Linked DNA regions of Mus musculus: region 1 is linked to region 2. A link is a contact called in public ChIA-PET data. All regions are on one chromosome and are shown on one strand. The core of a region is the stretch at or near the end of the contact, and the rest is flanking DNA. Distances in the headings are between cores, read along the strand shown. Region 1 overlaps Rora (RAR-related orphan receptor alpha). Region 2 overlaps Rora (RAR-related orphan receptor alpha).

Evidence for each region. ChIA-PET counts read pairs in DNA pulled down with a chosen protein or histone mark.
Region 1: a contact with region 2 is called in an RNA polymerase II ChIA-PET map of memory CD8 T cells, with 50 read pairs. The contact joins two enhancer-like sites. A contact is called at or near these places in 3 of 115 datasets of contacts at active chromatin or transcription factors (effector CD8 T cells, fibro-adipogenic progenitors and memory CD8 T cells).

Annotation. Positions count from the first base shown.
Region 1 is chr9:69,334,612-69,339,187 of GRCm38.p6, forward strand. The region is part of intron 2 of Rora (RAR-related orphan receptor alpha); the gene reads left to right. Among named protein-coding and RNA genes, the nearest start is that of Gm15511, 27 kb to the right of the region's middle. Within about 2 kb of position 1,685, at least 64 of the 459 cell types and tissues checked have an H3K27ac peak or open chromatin away from gene starts, as enhancers often do. A contact at or near this core is called in effector CD8 T cells and memory CD8 T cells, where this site is marked.
Region 2 is chr9:69,032,657-69,037,208 of GRCm38.p6, forward strand. All of the region lies in intron 1 of Rora (RAR-related orphan receptor alpha), which reads left to right. Among named protein-coding and RNA genes, the nearest start is that of Gm31262, 210 kb to the left of the region's middle. Within about 2 kb of position 1,740, at least 55 of the 459 cell types and tissues checked have an H3K27ac peak or open chromatin away from gene starts, as enhancers often do. A contact at or near this core is called in effector CD8 T cells and memory CD8 T cells, where this site is marked.

The sequences.
Region 1 (4,576 bases), core at 435-2,934, 300 kb after region 2:
GATGTTTTAAATGACTTTTCATTCAGCATAAGTAATTGCCACACTTCCTGTGATTGGTGAGACTGTTGGAGGCATGACTGAAATTTAAAGCTAACATACCAAAGGTTAGGTATCAGAAAAAACTCCCATCCCACTCAGAATTTGAACTTGGACAGTATACACTTATTCAAATGATTCCTTCTCTGGGCATTAACCCTTCTTGAACTCCGTTTCTTGGAATTGTTTGCGTTGATGGTATTGGATCTCTTTGAATAACAGCAAATAACCAGGGCACCGCACTGTGAGTAGTTGAATTGGTTTTCCTGGAAGTCGGGGCTGCCCATAGTCACCACACTGGGTGTTGGCCTCTCAGCATCTGAGGAAAGGCTCTGGTCTAGAGGTTCAGGCTATAGTGAAGCTACACTTGGACATTATTTCTAAGGACTGGCTGGCCTTGTTCTTTCTAAGGTATTTGTGGGTGAATACACTGCAGCTTGAGACCCTAAGATGCTCTGTAGATGGCAATGGTGGGGGTGGGCTTACACCACTAATGTGGCCCACAGTGGGTGCTGTCTCTACTGATTTAAAGCTTGGGGCAGAGACAAAAATCTGAGCAAGTTCTTGGTATAGCACTTTCATTTGCAATTGTTTACTTCCGAAAGACACACAAATTCATTTTTTTTTCTTTTTCCATCAACACTGCCTTAGCTTTGCATTTGCCCCGTGTCTCCTACCATAGCAGGAGGTGGTATTAAAGGACTAACTGATAGCAGTAAGTATTTTATAAACAAGGCAAGAGAAGGCTAGGGAGATAGTTCTGCCCTTAGAAGCCAGAGAACCTAAACTTGATTCCCAGAATTCACATTTTAAAAAGGCAGGCATGGTGACATTTTCCTTTTAATCCCAATGTAAAAGTGGCAGATAACAGGAGGATCCCTATGGTTCTCTGGCCAGCTAAGCCTAGCCTCTTTGTTAATTTCCAGGCCACAGAGAGACCCTGTCTCAAAACAAAACAAATAGACAAAAAAGTGTCCCTGAGGAATAACAGTCAAGGTTGTCCTCTGCCCTGCACATAGAAATGCACATATGCCAGGCATTGGTGGCGCACGCCTTTAATCCTAGCACTTGGGAGGCAGAGGCAGGCAGATTTCTGATTTCAAGGCCAGCCTGGTTTACAGAGTTAGTTCCAGAACAGCCAGGGCTACACAGAGAAACCCTGTCAAAATAAAAAAAAAAATTAAAAATTAAAAAAAAAGAAAGAAAAAGAAAAAAGAAAAAGAAATGCACATATATATAAAAGGAGAAAACAGGTAAGACAAGAGGGCCTGGTTATATAGAAACAATGTTCTAGTTCTTTGCAAGACTTGAAGTGAACATCTCCAAGTATTCCCTTTCTAAGCCAAAACACAATGAAATTGGTCACATTCTTTCTACATACACTCTCCCACTGCCCCTTTCCCTCATTGGTGATGCCTGTTAGTCTTTCACCACAGAAAGACATCCCTGTGGTTAGGGAGATAAGATGGCTCACTTTATAATCCAGCTGCTTGTCTAGTCCAAAGCTGTGGAGCTAAAGACCGAAGTAGAGTCCTGGGGGAAAGACGATCACTCTCTAGCCCAAGTGTCTGCTCCGTGGTTCTCGGGTCACAGGGACCTGTGAGTGCCTCCTACCCTGCAGATCAGTCTTTCCCCAACTTGACCACAGTGTGCTGGTGTGTGGGGCCTCTCCCCACTTCCTCTTCTCTCAGCTCTTCTCCAGGATGCCATCTCTGCTGTGGCCTCGCTCTAGAAAGAAGCGTTGGTTTCTTTTGATGCTTTTTGTGCCTGTTGATGGTTATTTCTTGGGTTAGATCCATGCCATCCCAATAAAGCTGCTACACGTAGAAAGAAATGACGGCCTAGAGCACTTGCTGTGTGCAGGACCCTTCGCCTCTATATACCATGATAATGACAGAGGAATTCTTTATACATGAGGGAACACATATGGACTTAATGAAGTGCTCAGGTTCGCAGAGCTAGGAAGGAGTGGGACAAAGACTCAACCTCAGGCTGTAGAGTTTATGAATTTAAAACTCGATACTTTACCTTCTTCTCTTCTAAAAATAATTTCCACGTTTATCACACATTTACACTCAGGGAAGCTGGAGTTTAATCTGGAGTGAAGTTAATATTATAAGGTGAACTGTTTTAGTGGGTTCTTGGTGCCCAGTTCATGTCCCTGGCAGCGCTGCCCAGCATGGGGTAATGAGACTTACAGCTAGATGCATTTATGTGTAGGGGTATGTGTGTGGCAGGGGTGCACCTGTGTTGTGTGTGTGGTAAATAGGCACAATATTGCATGTGGTATATGCAGTGTGCATTTGTGTGTTGGGAAGATATGTGTGTGTGTGTGTGTGTGTGTGCATGCGCACATGCACAGGTGCGTGCATATAGTGAAACAAGATGGCAGCAGCTTTTGGCTTTGAGAGAGTTGCTGTTCAGAGCTTTGGCTACGATAGTACGCTGCACCCCCGGCAGCTGTTAGCAATCAGATGTGTTTCCATCCTGTGTGGAAAGTGCTGCAATGGGCAGTAAAGCATATTCTAACTCTCAACATCCTGAAGCACCAAAGTATGTGGATGCCACACTTTCACTGCAAATTACAAGTCACTTCTGAGTGACTGTGTCACACGCACTCAAGATATCTTCAGTGACAAATACCCACATGGCTTAATATTCGATAGGCAGGCACATGTGCAGGATGGCCAGCGTGTCATCTGAAATGTTTGTCACAGGCAAGAGGAACACCTGATGTAGGGCAGTGTCCTGGGCCTTAACTTAATGTCTCCATCTGGCCATTGCGTTCCCGCCTCGCTCCTGTTCGGGACTTAAATAAAAACAGCTGAAGGCTGATGGAGGGGTTGGCTCAGTAGAATACTTGCCCTGGAGGACCTGAGGTCAGTCCATGCTCCCACCTAAGATTGCCAGGCGTAGTAGTAGCACTGCCGCTGTAACTCCAACACTGGGGAGGCAGAGTCAGGAGGATCCCTGAGGCTTGTGGGCCAGCTAATCTAACCAAACAGGTGAGCTCCAGCCAGGTTCAGGGAAAAAACACTGCCTCAGAGGAAGTGGGTGAGCCCGGGATGAGCTCTCTCCTGCCCTCCCTCCCCAGACGCACACACACAGACGTGTGCACAGGCACATACCATACACACAGAGCTCCAAGTCATACACTTCTTTTTACTAGAAAAAAAAAATGACATTTATAAGATGTTACAGCATATGACTTCATACTCAGCTGTCAGCACTTCCTAAAATGGATCTGACAGCTCCTCGGCCTGGCCGAGAGCAGTCACTCTCTTGGGTCTCACCAGTACCAAACCCTGCCTCCAAACTCTGCTGTCTTTTCCTATATTTCTCTTACCAGCCAAGAAACAGCCAGCAGTTTCTGCCCCCCACCCCCCCACCCCGAAGATTGGTGAAAAAAGTGACGAGACTTGAGCTTTTGGCCACTCTTGCTATTCATTTTCTCCTTGATGTGGGTTTTACAGTTAACAATGGAACTGTGTCTCTGTCCAAGTTTTCCAAGCATGCATTCAGACATGGGATAGAGAGGGCTCTGTCGTTTTTCCTGATTATTCCTGTGCCTGGCTATACCAGTTGCCTTAAAACAGCACGGTGAAGGGGAACTTTTAAGAAACGCCATTGAACGGTTGGCATCTTGGTGCACACCTTTAATCCCAGCACTGGGGAGGCAGAGGCAAGCAGATCAATATCAATTTGACACCAGCCTAGTCTACAATAGTGAGTTCAGGCCAGCCAAGGCTGCAAAGTGAGACCCTGTTGTCTCAAAATAAGGGTGGGAGGGAGGAAAGGAGAAAGGGAAAGAGGGAAGGAGGGAGAGAAGGAAAATCACTATTGGGTTATAATCAAGGAAGACATCTCTGATGTATTTGAATTTGTCAGATCTAGTATTCAGATGTTATTGACTGTGTCCTAGAAGTTGGATTTACTGGAGAACTGGTGAAATTTGTTATTCAGGAGTTTATGGTCTTATAGTCTTTTTATTGAGACAGGGTCTTACATAGCCCGGCTGGCTTTGAACTTGCTTGAGAATAACCTTGAACTCCTGATCCCCTGATCCCCCTGCCTCCACCTCCCAAGTGCTTACAAGGCTTACAAGAATGTACCACCACACCCAGTTTATGTAACACTGGGGATGGAACCCAGAGCTTCGTGTATTCTAGGCAAACATTCTGCTAACTAAGCTACATCCCCAGCCCATGATCTTACAAAGCTTAAAATCTGCACTTCTGCCACTAGCAAGCCTAAATTCTTGCTTGTGGGGTAAAAAAAAAAAAAAAGACAAAAAACAAAAATTAAAAACAACAATAAAACCAGACTCCTCTATCACACAAAGTTCCGTTCCCCTAGGAGTAATGGAAGACAGTGCGGAGGTGGAGCACAGGCCTTCGATCATCCTCTCTTCGTCCTCACCTGTTCACAATCTGTGGGCCCTCAAAGCTTAGCTCTAGTGGTTCTGGGCTCCATGATCATGAAAGTGTTGAATATTGTCTTTCTGGTCTCCTGTGGCTCAAATGTGGAGGGAGGGAATGCA
Region 2 (4,552 bases), core at 490-2,989:
TGAGGGGTGGCTCCCTCCAGTTGCTGTTGCTGTTCAAGCATTAGGGGCTGAGTGTTGGAGCCCCAGAACTCGTAGAAAAAGGCAGGTATGGCAGCACATGCCTGTAACCCAAGTACTTTGTTGGGGAAAATGGAAATGAGCAGATACCCCCCCAGTGTCTCTCTCTCTCTCTCTCTCTCTCTCTCTCTCTCTCTCTCTCTCTCTCTCTCACACACACACACACACACACACACACACACACACACACACACACACTCACCAGTGTGAAGCTCTAGAATATAGGGACAGAGGAACATTCTGTGAATGCCTTGGGGCTTTGCAGTCACTCAAATTACCAGTGACTCTAATTAACTTCCCAGGATTCTGGAACAGTCTTTATCTGCATTGTAAAAAAGGAATGTATCCCTCAGGGAACATGTCAGGCTGAGACCTTCCTGGGTGAGTTTTCTAGAATAGTAGAGGCATGGTGATATGGCAGCTGGGAAATAGCAGATTAAACAGAAATCTCCAGTCTTTGGTGCTATACTCTTTTTAGGAGACCTAGAAAGTGCCAGATTCCACTTTTCAGTTGAATAGACCTTGTGTGTGTGTGTGTGTGTGTGTGTGTGTGTGTGTGTGTGTGTGCACGCGCGCACACGTGTGCAGTTACTAATATCATTGTAATATAGTGTGCCAAGCTCTGTCCCAAAACTGAATGGACTTTAGTTCTACCATGAATTAAACCAGTAATGAGTACTTTCATCTCTGATTCAGACATTATCTACTAGATTTGATAGCTACTGACCACTCAAGACTCCTTTGCTTAGGATGAAATACTTACACTCTCTGGACCTCAGGATTCTCTTTGATCCATTGTTCATCACAATAGCTCCATATAGTGAGGTCTGTATGGCTCGCGTGCTAAGGACTTCACATGAGGGAACTCCTATGTCTACAGCAAACTTAATGCAGATGGCCTGAAACTTAGGTTAAGGGACTTAACTAAAGTCAAAGAGCATTGACTAATTCCAGAGCAGAGAATTAAAGCACGTCTTTGCACCAGTGTAGTTTGGGCTCTATGCCACTAAGGCCCATCCTGGCTTTCATATTGTAGCACTCCAGGGCCTTGAAGACTCATATAAAGATAGCTTGAGGGGGGGAATGGCAAGGTAGGTTGGTGGGTAAAGTCACCTACTACCAAACCAGATGACTTTGTGTGGTCCCATGGGACCCATGGGGTGGAAGGAAAGAACCAGAGACTCCTACAAGTCAGAGTGTACAAGCTTCACATGCACACAGTCACACCGAGACACACTTCATAAAGAAGTATAAAAACAATGATGATAGACGCTCCCAAACCTGCTTAAGCAGAAAAGGTTGCTGGAGTAAAAAGGGGTAGAAAGGATGAGAGTCGCCACACTGCCGAAAACACGGAAGAAACATGAGCAAAGCTTCTGAAAGCAAAATGCCATCGTCAGTGGCTCAGAGCTCATCACCCAACTATGTCAAGGTACTAGGAAGCTAAGTGCAGCCTCTCTTTCCAGACTGCACTGAGCCATCACTGTCCCTTCTCTCGGGATGGCATCGCGATGGCCATTCAGCCAATGGCTTCACACAGCAGACAGAGCCACCCAGTAAGGGTCTTCAAAGCTGCTGCATGGGAAGTCACCTCACCTTTGCAACTTTTCTACTCTATGCAGGTGTCAGCCACAGCTAGAGGAGCTGTGACTTTCACTTTAGCCAAGATGCTCCGTGGATACACACGCACGCTGGCACCCACAGTGTGCTCACTCAGAGATAGGGTGTCTTGGTTTCCTCTGCTTACACAACTGAAGCTGCCTGGGGACACTTTTATTTAGATGGCTCATCGGCCACAAACTGTTTCGTTACGTGTTGCCTGGCTCCCTTCACTTCCTGCACATTCTCTTGAGCAGATAGTTCATCTCCTTATCTCAGAGAACTATTTCCCCAAGTGTAGCCCTGGAGTTAGGAGTGTTGATACCATCGAGGCTGGTAAGCATGAAACCACCCTTTTGGTAATTGTTGGAGTGGTGCTTTTTTTCATGTTTGCTTCATGAAGAGATGATGTGGTTAGATTTGAGTGGGGCCTTGCTGAGGGTGTCATCTGTGCCTGGGGTTACCCACATCGTCACGTGGTTCACTTCTTTGTGCAGCACGATGATCTTATCTTATGGGTTGCACCTCTGCATGACACTCCAAGCTCCTTCTAGCTTTTGTGTGTGCATGCCCATGCAAATGTGGGCACTGGGCCTGTGTGGGGGGCTTACTCAAAGCAGCTGCTCACCGGTGGGTGCTTTAGTCATTAATGTATAATGGGAACTGGTCAATTGGGGGCCTCTCCAGCTGTGCTTAGAAAGTCAGGTTTACCTGACTTTTTCTCTTGAAATTTGCCTGAATTAGATATAGTTTTTCTAAGTTTCGAACGTGGTAATTCCTTTGTTCTCTCTCTATTCTGGGAACTGACCACTCAGAGTGCAAAGGTGAATACAACAGAGCAAATATCCTTAGGAGACTCTCAATATAGTAACACACACACACACACACACACACACACACACACACACACACACACACACTGGGAGGAGTGGGAAAGAAAGGTGGGAAGGGAGGGAGGAGAGATGACAAATATCTAGAATCTAATTCAGGAAGGGCCAAGGAGATACCAGGATCTGTGGGAAGACAGACTAGGACCAGAAGAGACCCTGTGAGGAGCAAGAGGCATATCAAGCCCATCTTCAAAGTCAAGAACAAGCTCACCACTTCAAAAATAGAGAAAATGTTCCCAGAAAAGGCCAGAAGAAAAGAAGCATATGAAGGCGGAACTATTTGGCTTGTTTGTATGTCCCAAATAGAGCAGCAGGCCCAGCAGCAGGCTGCACAAAGCTCACTGGCTCCTCTGGCATGGAAATTTGTGTATTTTCCTGAGGTGTGTGCTTTAAAAATTAATCCAAAGCTTAATTTGTGAGTTCATCAGAAACTCCAGAACATCCGAAGGAGATTTGGGGGAACTTTGTTCAGCCTGGCCACTGTTCCATGGTTCTGACATGTCTTTCCCTTCACGCAGCATTCAAACCTGCGAATTCTCCACCCCACGGTGTTAATCATAAATGTATCCTTGACCTCTACCCGCTGGGGAAAAAGCAAAACAAAACAAAAATACACACGTGGACAGGGTGACAGGGCCCCTCTCAAATCCCTTGAGAGACTCACAGACTCTTGACAAGGACATCTGTGGTAGAACATGGGTGGGAATGGCTGAAGCTGCAAGGTTGTGAAGGGAAAATAATTCTCTGCTTGGAGACATAGGACTACGGTCCTGACCAACCAGTCATCTCATCCATGGGGACATAAGTCTTTCTATCCTCTCATTTCCTCACATAGGGTGAGGTCCTGATGTGATGGTTAGCATCTCTGCTACTTTATCTGCATCACCCTTGCCTCTTTCATGCATGTGCACCAGGGTGAATGAGAATAAAATAAACACCTCACCTTAACATAAGAATACTGCAATTTTTGTTAAATGTGCTTTGAACAAGGTTGAAAAAAATCCTGAGGCAGTCGAATGAGCACAGTCCTTTCCCTGTCTCCTTGCAACTTAGACACAAGGAGCAGGGAGAAGAAATCAGGACCGATCTCTGAGCTGAGTTGTTCTTGGGTTTGGACATTTGGTGATCTCAACCTAGGAATGGAATTTCACGTGGGGTGCAGATAGATGAAGGGGTACATAGAGCTGGAGCTGTCACAGGAAGTGGTCGTGGACCAATGTCTCAAATGAGCAGCCAACTCAGAGGCATCCTCCTCCCAGCAAGTGCAGGGCCCACTGTTCCTGCCAGTCCTTAGGAAGAGCCCCAGCTGTGTCTTCTTTGTTCACTCCATTTCTAGCTGGGGCAGAAGGAGGGGGGCTGGATTGTCTCCTGTCCTACTTTGCTTTCTGTTGCGGTGATGAATGTCCTGACAGAAAGCAGCTGAGGGGAGAAGGGAGGGGCTTCTTTGACTTGTAGTTCCAGGTACCAGTGCACTAGTATGAGGAAATCAAGACAGGAGCTTAGAGCATCCCAGCACATCATCTCAGTCAAGCACGGAGAAAGGAGTCTACCCATGCCTCGTGCCCACTGCTGTACTCTGCCTCTTTTCTTTATCTTACACAGCTCAGGACCTAGCCTAAGGTACTGCTGAGTTCAGGGAGGGATTGTCCACCGCACTTAGCAATCAACCTCAGCCTCCACAGGCATGCCCACAGGCTAACCTGACCTGGACAATCGTCAATGGAGGTTCCCTTCTACAGTGCTATAAGTTCCGTCAAGTTGGCAGTAAGGACAGAGCAACATGCTGTCTACTATGTTCTGAGGTTTCCTAGGGCATCATCTTTCACACTGGCCAACAAGGTGGGTTTTGGAGGGGAGGCTATTCATAGCCACCCAGGCTGGATAGAAAAAGCAAGGAAGACGGCTAGTGGGTAGTGCTTTTGATGATGTGAGATCTCAGCTTCCCACTGTCTACAACTGGCTGTGTACTTCCGTAGTCACTCCCTCTCTGCAGGCCTCACTGCCCT